Linked DNA regions of Mus musculus: all the other regions are linked to region 3. The links are chromatin contacts, called in public HiChIP or PLAC-seq and promoter capture Hi-C maps. All regions are on one chromosome and are shown on one strand. The core of a region is the stretch at or near the end of the contact, and the rest is flanking DNA. Distances in the headings are between cores, read along the strand shown. Region 1 has its middle 40 kb from the start of Tha1. Region 2 overlaps Cyth1 (cytohesin 1). Region 3 has its middle 21 kb from the start of Gm34128.

Region 1 (4,431 bases), core at 1,203-3,702, 520 kb before region 3:
CCAGCAACCACATGGTGGCTCAGAACCACCCATAATGAGATCTGAAGCCCTCTTCTGCTGCATCTGAAGACTGCTACATTGTACTTAGATATAATAATAAACAAATCTTTAAAAAAAAAAAGAGCACTTGCTGCTCCTGCAGAGCACCTGGGTCAGTGACCAGCTCCCCCATCAGGCAGCTCTCTCCCACCTGCCTGTAACTCCAGCTCCAGGGCATCAGATACCTTCTTCTGGTTTCTGTGAGCACACACATAAAAATAAATCTTAGGGGGTTTGTTTGTTTGTTTGTTTGTTTGTTTGTTTTGGATCTTTTGAGACAGGGCTTGTCTGTGTAGCCCTGCCTGTCCTGGAACTCATCCTGGTCTGCCCTGCTCAGAGCTCAGAGTTTGCTGGCTACTGGAGAACAGGCACTAAGCCTTGGCTTTTGTTATTGTTGTTGAGTCAATCTTAAAAAAAAAAAAAAAAAAAAAAAAAAAGAGTAGACATTCGTAGTCACAGGACAAAGGTTCCTCTGATGGTGTCAGGCCAGGCTCATGTTGGGAGGAAGAAGCCTCATCAGGAAGTGGGTAAGTTCCAGGTGAGGTATCCCTTAAGTGTGGTGGAGGAGCACGTGAGGATTAGGGAGGAGTCTGAGCAAGGGAAGCCGAGCTGGCAGCCGCTGCAGTCATGACCCTTTGAAGTTCATCTGGACAAACCACAGTCCTGGGCGTGCTGTCTCCAGACTGCGTTAGATAAGGGGGCCCAGCCTGGCCAGCCTGCAGGCAGGAGGCTCACGCCCATGTACCTTCTGCAGCCGCCCATCACTGGCTTCGACGCCCTCGTCTGAGGGACGCTTCAGTGGACCCAAGTGGACCTCGAGGGGCCACAGCTAGGCTCTGGCTTCAGTTTCCCTGCTGGCTGGGACACTGCCTGTTCCCAGAACACTCTCTGCCCCAGAGGCCGTTCACCCTGGGTAGGGGCCCAGGATAAAAGATGCCACCCGAGCTATCCCTTTGATGGTGGCATCAGCTACTGCCAGGGTGAGCTGGTGATGGGGCGGGGATGGAGGTCACTTCTGCTCAGAGGCCTGTAGCCTTCTGCCCATGTTCGAGCCAAAGCCCAGCTAGGAGGCCTCAAGCCCCGGTTGCAGGGAGTCCTTCTAGTTGAGAGGCCCTGTGCTCAGCAGACCCTGGGCTGACTGGCCTGAAGAGCATGCTGAGAGGAGAACCCCACTCTTGTGACTGTGAATGGAGTAAGGGGAGCGGCCAGCCCAGGGGCTGAACGAGGACCACCATGTGTGCCCCTGCTGAGGGGCAGCTTAGGGCTAAGGCGGGATGCTAGGGGCAATGCCAGTCCCCTCGGCCTCCAAGTCTGTGCTTCTTCCTCCCTGAAGGCAGCCAGTTGTGCCTGATGCTACAGGGCCTGAGAAAAAGACAGGCTGGACATGGTGGCACACGCCTTTAATCCCAGCACTTGGGAGGCAGAGGCAGGCGGATTTCTGAGTTCGAGGCATGCTGGGCTACAGAGTGAGTTCCAGGACAGCCAGGGCTACACAGAGAAACCCTGTCTTGAAAAACAAACAAACAAAAAAGACAGAAGCACACGGGACTGCTGTGTGTGTGTGTGGCTGAGTGGACTGTGCAAACAGTGGGACCCTTAAAAAAAAAAAAGTAAGAATTTGATAGAACATTAAACGGGACATGAGGCGTGTCTGTGTTCATGGGCTCATGCATTCTTGGGTCACCAGTACCAGAAACCCATCCTGAAGTAAAGAAAAAGCACAAAGAAAGTACTGTATAGCCATGTGTAAACTCACAATACACATGCACAAAAGCTCTGAGGCCACCATGTGTAAACTCATAATACACACAAAGGCCCAGTGGCCACTATGTGTAAACTCATAATACACACAAAGGCCCTGTGGCCACCATGTGTAAATACACAATACACACAAAGGCCCTGTGGCCACCTGGCACTCACATGGCAGGTGGCGGAGTTGGACTCTAAAGGCAGACCTGCCAGGTCCTCCCTGAAGGGCCGGCCCATTAGACCTGACAGTCTGAGGAACTGCCCCTTCCTAAGAGGCAGGGTTTCTTGACACTGTGGTACCCAAGACCCAACTCCCTGTTACCCAAGTTTGAAGTCTGGTTCTGTCTAGTCATTCTCTGGGGCCCCATTTCTTTATCTGTATATTATTATCTCTATTTACTACTGAGTTATTTCTCATGACTCATACGCAACACGTAGAGTAGCCCAGCCACATAAATGGCCTGGGTGGTGCTCCCCAACCCCCTCCATGGTCTCACTGTGGGCCTCCGTTTGCTCTCCTGGGGTTACCTCCTGCACTGACTTACCTCCACCTAAAGAAAGCCAAACCACCCAGCAGTGAGTATAGATCTGGGGCCATCTTCCTTCCACATCCACGCTTCCAAGTGGAAGGAAACACAGCCTACAGCTCCGGCCTTTGCTGAGGGCCACTGCGCTGCAAAGGGCTCCCTCTAGCGGTGCGAAGCTGCTCCCCTGGGCCCTAGCTCACCCTGGGGAGGAAGTGGGAAGCAGCTGGAATCCAGCTCTTTCTCCCCTGGGCGGTGTGGCAGGGTCTTAAGGCTCTCAGCTTCTGGCCCGTGTGTGGAGACGCCTGTAGACTCGCCTTTGTCTTTTCAATCCTTTGAGCAGCAGACCTGGATCAATGCAGCAGCAAGAGTAGAGGCTCCAAGAAGAGAAGCTGCCAGTTCGCGGCTGTCTGCGGGGGAGGGGGAGAGAGGATGGGGGCGGGGGGCGGTTCCAGGCCTGCAGCACAGACCACCCACAGTTCGAGGCTCTTACAGATGGCAGAAAGGGGGGGCATGGAAACCTACAGCTTCCCCCCCCCCCCACACAGGGTTTCTCTGTATAGCCCTGGCTGTCCAGGAATTCACTTGTAGACCAGGTTGGCCTCGAACTCAGAAATCCGCCTGCCTCTGCCTCCCCAGTGCTGGGATTAAAGGCGTGCGCCACCAGCCTACAGCCTTGAAGTACAGACAGAGAGAAGAGGGTGGAGGAAGGGGTGCATGGGTAGGTACTTTGGGTGGGCGTGTCGGCTGCGGGGGTGGGAGGTGAGTGACCACTCTAGAGAACTCTGAAACACTTTTCCTCTTTGGGGTTTTGAGACAATGTCTTGTTGTGTGACCCTGCCTGGCCTAGAACTCACTACAGAGCTCAGCTTAGCCTTGAACTCCATGCAGTCCTCAAGGGCTTAAAGAATAGGTATGCCCTCCATTCTCTGCTCTCCCCAGCCACTTGGCTGACACGGAATTCACTCTGTAGAACAGGTTAGCCTGGAACAGTCTATGTAGACCAGGCTAGCCTCAAACTCATAGCAATACTGTGGCATCGACCTCCTGGTGCTGGGATTCCAGGCAGTGTACCACTCCTGACCCCAGGCCTGCTTTCCTCTTCCTTTGTTGCTTGCACTCACCCCTATGTCTCCCTGTGCCACCTGTGTCCCCCTGTACCCCCTATATAGCTGAGAATGACCTTGAACTTCTGACCCCACCCCACCCCCGACTTCCACTTCCTGGGTGGCAGGATTTCAGGCTTAAGCCACCGCTGCCACATTTATGTGATCCTAGGGGTGGAACCCAGGGCTCCATGCACACTAGGCAAGCATTCTGCCCGCTGAACTCCCAGCCTCCAAAACCTTTTAGGACATGTTTTCCCTGTGCAGCCCTGGCTGTCCTGGAACTCACTCTGCAAACCAGGCTGGCCTTGAACTCAGAGATGTACCTGCCTCCGGACTGTTGGGATTAAATTCATGTGCCACCACGCCAAACCCTTCTTAAGGACAGACTCCTAGGGCCCTTTGCAGCCCGCTGCTTGGGCTGGTCTGGAGGGGAGCCTAGGCACCTGCATTCATACAGACAGCGAGTGAGGCTGATACACAAAAGCCTCCTCAGCTCCTGTGACATCCATTGCCACCTAGGAGCATACAAGCCGGGCCCCAGGGCCTGGACCTTGAGTTATGAGGGCCAAGGATACCCCTGTTTATATGACACACACCTGGGATTCTGAGAGGGATACAGCATTGGGAAGGAGGAGCCCCAGGATCAACAGTGCAAGCAAGGAACAGGCACGGACCCTGGTGACCTCCACCAACCCCATGTATTCAGGAAAGGACACACCTGTCCTCGCCAGCTCTGAGCAAAGTCTGGATGGCACTCACTGTCACCCCCGCCCCTGCCACAGCAGCTGTGCACCCATGTAGCCCCCACACTCCCTGACCACTGGTGTCTGAATGACCCGTCCAGTCCATGGGATCCTCGTGAGCTGAGCCCAGGTCCTACCTATTTTGTGCTTTTCTCACTGGGATGAACACTGACCAGAAGGGACTGGGGAGGAAAGGGCCACTCTGGAGACGGAAGCCGTGTCCCGTACATGCTAGGTGACCGCTCTGTCACTGTCATATCCCAGCTC
Region 2 (4,146 bases), core at 1,607-4,106, 830 kb before region 3:
TATGTCTTCTTCCGCTTGGTTGGGTCTCCCTCAGCTCCTATGACGCTCCACAGTATCTGAAGCACTGTTCTGAGCCTGGTCTGCTTTTGTTATTTCAAATGTCCATGGGAACTTCCTAGCAGTTCCCATTCAGGTAAGTGCATCGTGACCTTTCTAGGAGACTCCATTTGGCACTGGCTATGGATGTGCCTAGTGTGCGAGATGCTTATATATTCCAGTGTTCTGCATAGTCCTGTTTATGTTAACTAGATGCTGTAAACTAGGGATTTTTTGGTTTTGTTTATTTTATTTTATTTTATTTTAGTTTAGTTTATTTGCTTTTGAGGCAATGTCTCAATATGCAGCCTTAATTCCTCAGAACTCACTGTGTAGACTGGGCTGGCCTTGAACTCATAGAGATCTACTTGACTCTGCCTCCTGAGTGCTGGGATTGAAGATGTGCACTACCACAGTCAGCTAGGATGCTGGAACTCTTAATATTGCCAGCTTTCAAGTTCTTAGCCCCAATTTGTAAGCTAAAGCAAGAGGAATGAATGTTCTTTCACTGATCTACGTCCTGCTTAGGTAGAGTCCTGATAAGTTGCTTAGCCTGGCCTTGAATATGCTTTGTAGCATGGGAGTTAGACTTGAATTTGTAGCCCTCTGCCTCAGCCTTTTAAGTAGTTACGATTACAGGCCTGTGCCTAGGACCCTGGATGTTGATGTTTAGCCTTTGAGACGGATGCTCTTGCTCTATAGTTCAGGTGGGCCTCTAGCTCGTGATTCCCCCACCCCAGGATCCTGAGTGTTGGGATTACTGGGGTACACCACATGCCTTGCCTAGTAAGGATGATAATTATCTAGTTACTCTTCTCTGAGTCAAACATGGTACTTTGGGACTTATAACAGGTTTCTTTATTCCTGTTTTAGTTAACAGAGTTAGTGCTGCGCTAGCTTTAGGAAGCAGAAATCAAGCAGAAGGCATTGTGACATGGTCAGGGGGGTTTGTTGCATTCCAGTTTGTAGGGCAGCTTTTCAGCTTGGGCTCACAGAAGCTAGGACTCAGGCCTGTCCCCTGGATTGCCATGAAGTCTCGTGATTAGCCCAGTAGGGCTGCTGTATGAGCTACTATGATTCTTCCTTTCTTCCTTTCTTTCTTTCTTTCTTTCTTTCTTTCTTTCTTTCTTTCTTTCTTATACATGAGCATGTTGCTGACACACCAGAAGAGGGCATCAGATCCCATTACAGATGGTTGTGAGCATCATGTGGTTGCTGGGAATTGAACTCATGACCTCTGGAAGAACAGCCAGTGCTCTTAACCACTGAACCATCTCTCTAGCCCTTGATCACTTTTTTGAGAATTATACTAAGAATGGTTTATTGAATTATGGAGGTGAGATTTGTGAAGGCCCAAAGCCAGGGACTGATGGACAGGGCTTTGAGGAGCTGTAGTCGGGGACTGGAGGACAGGGCTGTGAAGTCCTGATTTGCAGAGGATATGAATCAAAGGTACCCAAGGGATAAAGCTGTGAGATCCTGAGAAGTGGGGGTGTAAGGGTTCATGGGGGTCGAGGGAAAGGACTGGGGAGCAGAAGCTGTGGGGCCAACCTGTGGCCTGTGCTCAGAAGATGGAGTTCATATTTTTAACCTTCTCAGGCCTTGACTCTTCATGCCTCATTTGAAGTGCATCAGTAGGCCCTGGCACTACCTTAGACATAAATAGAGTAGGTATTTGAGCCTTTTATTGCTTAGCTGCCCATCTCTCATAGCAGCTTCTCAGGTCATATGGCATCTGCCCTGGTTACCCGCACCCAGGGTGGTATGTCACAAAGGAAGACAGGTGTCTCTGATCTGCCTAGAACGTGGACATTCATCTCACCCAGAACAGAAACTGCTGTCCTTGAAACAGCCCAAGGCCTCCAACAGCCCTCCAAAGGCCTCTGCCCTCTAACCCCCTCCTTATAGTCCTTCTAGCTCCCCACTGAGTCCCATACTCTTCAGACCCCCAGAGCACATGTCCAAGAGTGGCCCAGAGTCTGCCTCAGCCCACACAGGGGAAACACTATGTCCTTTTAGTCCTTGATGTCTCTGCAGTCCACATCCACTGTGCTCAGGGACCATTATTGGGGGAAATGGTAGAAAGGAAAGATTATAGGTTTGATTGTTTTTTAAAAAGATGTGTAAAACCGAAGGTAGAATTGGAGTTAAAAATAAGTTGCAGATTGCATTACATGTTTTAAATAGTCTGTTCAGTTCTACAAACCAGTAGGAAGGATGGCAGTCAGTAGGAAAACAACCCCCAAGGTGTGGACAGTAGCTCATGAACAGAAGTGCTCTCGTGCTTCTGGAAAGGCAGCCTTGATGGCAGTGAGGCCAGTGCAGAGATCAGTCCTGGGAATGTCCCCACCCGTCAGTGCAGTTCATTGTGGACCGGGCTGGACACATCAAACTCTAGGAATCCAGACACGTACTGTCCCACTGCCAGGAGATAAGAAACAGGAGTGACCTGTCCTTCCCGAGTCAAGATCATCTGGGAATCAGATCTAATGCCAGAGGTAGAGATGGGGTTTGGATCACTAGACGGGTTTTGAATGCAGCTGAGTGCATTGATACAGGATTCTTCAAGGGCAAAAGTTGAGGAAGACACTCTCCCCACAGAGGGTTTCAGGACAAGACAAGGCAGGCCACAGCAGCGAGGCACAGAGAGCAGACTTAGTGAAAGCCACCAGTACTGCCTAGATTTAACTGTCAACCCGACACAAGTACAGTCATCTGGGAAGGGAGTGAATTGAGAACTTGCTAGATCATACTGGCCTCTGGGCATGTCTGTGGGGATTCCTTGGTTGGCTGTTGATTGATGTAAGAGTTCATAGACCACTGTGAGCTCACCATTTCATGGGCTGGGCCCTAAAGCTAACTAAGACAAACTAAGTAAGCAGACGGCATGGGTATACTCATTTCTCTCAGTTTTTGACTGTGACTCACTGCTTAAAGCTCCTGCCTTGGTTGCCCTGCATTGAAGGACTGTGTCCTGGAATTTTAAGCCAAACAAACCCGTTCTCCCCAGAGTTGTATTTAACCAGGGCATTTGTCACATTAACAGAAATGAAACTAGGACACCACCCAGTGATGTCATGGTATTACTTGTATTGTTACCGACAGCTTGCTAAGGAGCCTCACAGTCCACTCCAGGAACACAGGGAAGCTTTTCTGGATCAAGCAAGTCTTCTTGTAAGAGAGTTGGGGAGAACTAGAGCTGAGTGCTGAGCATGTGCACAGGGCCCTGAGACTGGACCCTGCTTCAAAGTTACAGGCTGTGAGCAGTGAAAACACATGACACCCTTTATAGTGCCGGAGAAAATCAGGCTAGGGGATGGATCAACTGGTAAAGTGTCATATAAACATGACACTCTGAGTCCCATCCCCACTCCCCTGTAAAAGTCGGATGTGTAATTCCATTGCTGGAGGAGGTGGAGACAGGAGGGTTCCAGGGGCTTTCTGGCCAGCAAGTCTAGCTGAATGATCTCCAACTGAGAAACCCACTCCCAAAAATCAGGTGAAGAACTGGGCATGGTAGCACACACCCTTAGTGCCAGCACTTGGGAGGCAGAGGCAGGCAGATTTCTGTGAGTTCGAGGCCAGCCTAGTCTACAGAGTTAGTTCCAAGACAGCCAGAACTATGTAGAGAGATCCTGTCTCCAAGATAGATAGAGGAGAGAAAGGGGGGGGGGCAACTGAGGAAATACTTGATGCATATACCTGTGAATACACCTGTAAATACACACACTTGCAAATACACACAAAGTAAAAATGAAGTGTTTATAAACGGAATGCAAAAAGTTACTAACGTTGTAGTGTGTATACATATATGTGTGTGGCATGAAAGACACATATAATATAACGTACATTGCATGCAGAAGAAGCCAGACCAAACCCATACCACCCTCAGTGGTTGTCACTGGGCAGGATCAGATTGCCTGCTACTGTTCTCTACTTTCATCTGTGAATGTGTCTCATAAGCAGCATCAAAAATATGCAGAAAAGAACATCTTGATGTGCTGCATCAGAAACCAGGAAGGGGACACTACCCAGTGCAGTGTGCAGCTTCACTGTGGCCACCATCAGAAAGAATAGCCGGGGCTGATGTCCTCCAGAATCCTTGAGCAA
Region 3 (3,927 bases), core at 811-3,310:
TAGCCTTGAACTCTCTTTGTAGACCAGGCTGCCCTTGAGCTCACAGATTAGCTTGCCTGTGCCTCCCAAGTGCTGGGATCAAAGAAGTGCACCACCACTGCCAAACATTATGTTTTGTTTTGAGTCTCACATAGCCCAGGCTAGCCTCTAGCTTGCTATCTTCATGCCTCAGCCTCCCAAGACATTCCTTCAATGATTTTTCTCATAGTTTTATCATTTGAACTTTCTATACAACTTTTCTTGTCTTCTGTCCAATGTCCAAGCAGGAGGGGGTCATCTCCCCACTCCCACCTCCATGTCCAATTCCTGTGGTCCCTGATGCGTCTGCCTAAGGCTTGGGGACATTCCCAAGATGGTAGTTTCAAGAAGGCATCTTCAATGCCACCATCCTTTTGGACCATCGTTCACGCCTGAGAAACACTCCTTCAGGGAGTATGTGATTGCTGGTAGCTTGGGTGGGACCGTGGAAGGGAGAAAAAAAAAAAAAAAGGACCCAGCACAGCAGGGGAGGTGAGAGAAGAGAAGATCTGAGCTGAGTGTCTGCTGCCGTTTGGGTGGAACTGCCTGCGTGGTGCCCGATGTCCCTTAGAGCAACTTGCCTTGGCCATCTGTCTGCCTGTCCTTGCGCACCTTCCCAGCCCAAGGGCAGAAGGCTGAGGACTGAATGCCAGGCCAGTCCCTACCCCCTTCCACCCCCCCCCCAAGGGACCATCCAAGTCCTTGAAAACATGACCTCCTCATCTGGTCATTGCAAATTAAGATTGGTCCCCAGCCCTCTGACCTCTCAGCAGTTTGACCTGAGATAAATAAAGTGTCCTGTTTGCTTAAGAAACTGACTGCAAAGCCCAGAGGCCCAGACGTGAAACATAGACTGGGAGGGAAGGGCTCTGTTGGGGGCCTGGTGTCTGCCTGAGGCACAGGAGTTGGGAAAGACTGAGCTCCTCCTGGCTTGGGGCTGCCACTTCCTCACCACTTCCTGCCTGTCCTTCAAGTACAGGGAGGGACAGAAGCTCTGCTGCCCAGGAGGACCGATGGATGAGTCTCTACTCACCTGCCCCCACTCTCCTCCCCCACCCCCCACCGTGTGTCACCTGGTCCTTGGGAAGGCGAGACCTGGACATCCTGGAGAACTCTACAACCCTGGGACCATAGACACCTCCCAGATGTGTGAGCCACACCCTTTCTTGTTTAATGAGGTGACCCCCAGCAGGCTCTGTTACCAGGAATTATTTCCAGTTCACTGGTACCGTGAAGCTCAGAGAAGTGAAGTTGCTGGACCAGAGCAGTGTGGTGAGTGTCAGGTCACACACGTCCCCTCCCCTGTCCTGGTGTCCTTTCTGTTGCTGTGATAACAAAGGACTTAGGGAGCTGGAAGCATGGCTCGGTGGTTAAGAAAGCAGACTGCTCTCACAGGGTACCCAGGTTTGGTTCCCTTTGGCTCTCAGGATCCCAGCTCCCACCCAGGTGGCTCACAACCTCTTATGGCTGCAGCTTCACAGAGATCTGGCTTTACAGACACCTGCACTTGCACGCACATATTTGCACACACACACATACATATACACACATAGTTAAAAACTTTAGATCTCTTTTTTTCTAGTTTGAACTTTGATTTTATTTTGAAAGAAAGCACATACTCATTGTTTTTTAAAAGACAGCTCTCATTTTTAAAAATTTTTGGTTGATTTCTTTGTGAGTTTCACATCACGCACCCTAGTCTGACTCATTTCCCCATTCCCTCATATCTTCCCTCTGCCCTTGCAAAAGAAAATAAAAAACCCACACAAGCAAAAGGACTAAGCCTAGGAAACATCTCATCGTGGAAGCTGTGCTGTGTCGCAGTGTGTCCCACAGAAAGTGTCCCTCAGTCCACACATCTTCACTGGCAGATGGCCGTCGCAATGAGTCATTGGTCTGGTTCAAGGTCTCTGGTTTCTGTCACACCGTCAATATTGGATCCTCGCCAGGACTCCTCCCGGTTATCCTGTTGTTGCCCTGTGCCCTGGAGATCCCAAGCTCTGGGTCAGCAGGCCTGGCCCTTTCCCATGCTCCCACGGTTCACAGATGTTGTAGATTTGGGGATGGGTCAAATCAAAGCCCTGAGTCTGGACCTGGGTGGAAGCTGAGCTAGCTGATCAGGCGCTCTCACATCCGCGCCACTAGGGGGCGCTCTCCAGCCCTGTCTGTCTGGGCCACCCAATCCTGCCATCCGCTGGAGGCAAGGTCAGCTCTCTCCTGCTTTCATGCCCTTGGGACCAGTTCATCCGCACCCACACCTTCAGAGCCAGCTTTAAATCCCTTTTTAGTAGTATTTTTTCATGTTTTGCTGGTGTTTGAGGTGCGCCGAGCTGAGCCTTCATGTGGGGGCTGGGAATTGAACCCGGGTCCTTCGCAACAACAAGTGCTCTTAACCCCTGACCCAACTCTCCAGTGCTAACTCTCTTTTTTAAAAGTGGTTTTTAAAACAAACAACGTAGGGGAGAAAGGATTTAGTTTAGCTCACCAGCCTAGGTTATAATTCTTCATTACTGGGCAGTCACAGCAGCAGGAGTTTGAAGCCAGATCCTTCAGTCACACCCGCAAGCCAAAGCAGAGAAACAGCTTGCGTGCCTAGTTCTCAGCTTGCTTTCTTTACCCAAGGAACGGTGCTACCCACCTTCAGGCTGGGTCTTCCCACATCAGCTACAGACGTCAAGACCATCCCGCCACAGACATGTCCACTGGCCACCATGATCTAGCTAATCCCTCACTGAAAACACTCTTCCCAAATTACTCTAGGCTGTGTAGAGTTGACAATTAGAACTGATGTCCCCCGACCTCCCGCGCTGGCTTCTCGTGCTCTGCCCCTCCCCTCATCTCTCTTTCTGTCTCCATCTCTCTTGCTCTCTGTCTCTTTGTCTCTCTGTTTATCTTTCTATCTCTGTCTCTCTGTCTCTGTCTCTCTTGCTGTCTCTCTCTGTCTCCCCCTCCCACACCTCTCTTTTTGTCTGTCTCTCTTTGCAATCAGGTCTCTATAGTCTACAAAGGCCACACTCCAGTCCCTGGGGAGAGGGTCTGAAAACAGGATTCTGTCCCTGGAGCTCTGACTCAAGCCTTCGCTCCCCTGCACCGCGATGTCCACAGCAACTCTCTTGTACTTTTCTTCAAAGATACCTACCTCTCTCAGCAGAGCTCCTATTCAAGGTTCAAATGGGAATCTCTCTGCCTTTAAGGCCCAGTCACAAAGTCTCTGACAGGACACTGTACACCACCCGGTCTGTGGTCAAGAAACTCTGTCTCTGGCTCCTGCCCATCCCAAGCACAGAGAGGGCATCCCGCCCTGGACTCCTGAGCTCCAGTTCTCACTGGAAGAGACCTTCCAGAGCCAGAAGTGGAGGCTTGACAAAACATCTATGCACATCTACACACACACACACACACACACACACACAGAGAGAGAGAGAGAGAGAGAGAGAGAGAGAGAATGTTCTAGACAACCTTAAGCTGCATAGCCACCCTAGTTCTTCCCGATAAAAAGGGGTCCCCAGCCCTTCCAGCCCAACTGCTGCGACCTTGTAGATAAACACCCATAAGCAGAGCAAAGCAGGCCAGAACTGGATCATCTCTTCCTGAGGCTCCCAGCCAGCACCTTACTTAACTCCAGACATCAGCCTTGAGGAAAGGGCTGTGAAGCCTCTGGGCCCTTCCCTACTCACAGCCTCTTCAGCCTGCCCAGTCCTGTCCCTGAGGTTACACCCACCCACTTTACAAGCTCAGGTCCCCTCAGACCAGTTTCCTTCCAGAGTTTGGGGGGGGGGGAGGGTGCTGTTCCTACAGTGAAGCCCCAACCTCCTTCCTTCAAAGTTGTGATCAGGCGCATCTGCTGCTCCAGCCCCTGTACTGTCATCTGTGACTAAATCACCATCTAGAAAGGCTCCTTGCTTTCTG

The links. HiChIP or PLAC-seq counts read pairs in DNA pulled down with a chosen protein or histone mark. Capture Hi-C pulls out chosen DNA fragments and counts their contacts.
Region 1: a FOXA1 HiChIP or PLAC-seq map of pancreatic cancer cells shows a contact between it and region 3. The contact joins two enhancer-like sites.
Region 2: a contact with region 3 is called in a promoter capture Hi-C map of adipose tissue. The contact joins two enhancer-like sites. A contact is called at or near these places in 2 of 484 Hi-C or Micro-C datasets (embryonic stem cells and pro-B cells) and 1 of 9 other capture datasets (adipose tissue).

Annotation. Positions count from the first base shown.
Region 1 is chr11:117,910,937-117,915,367 of GRCm38.p6, reverse strand. No RefSeq gene overlaps it. Among named protein-coding and RNA genes, the nearest start is that of Tha1, 40 kb to the right of the region's middle. Within about 2 kb of position 2,452, at least 63 of the 459 cell types and tissues checked have an H3K27ac peak or open chromatin away from gene starts, as enhancers often do. A contact at or near this core is called in pancreatic cancer cells, where this site is marked.
Region 2 is chr11:118,214,946-118,219,091 of GRCm38.p6, reverse strand. The region is part of intron 1 of Cyth1 (cytohesin 1); the gene reads left to right. Among named protein-coding and RNA genes, the nearest start is that of Cyth1, 32 kb to the left of the region's middle. Within about 2 kb of position 2,856, at least 91 of the 459 cell types and tissues checked have an H3K27ac peak or open chromatin away from gene starts, as enhancers often do. A contact at or near this core is called in adipose tissue, where this site is marked.
Region 3 is chr11:117,388,349-117,392,275 of GRCm38.p6, reverse strand. No RefSeq gene overlaps it. Among named protein-coding and RNA genes, the nearest start is that of Gm34128, 21 kb to the left of the region's middle. Within about 2 kb of position 2,060, at least 41 of the 459 cell types and tissues checked have an H3K27ac peak or open chromatin away from gene starts, as enhancers often do. A contact at or near this core is called in adipose tissue and pancreatic cancer cells, where this site is marked.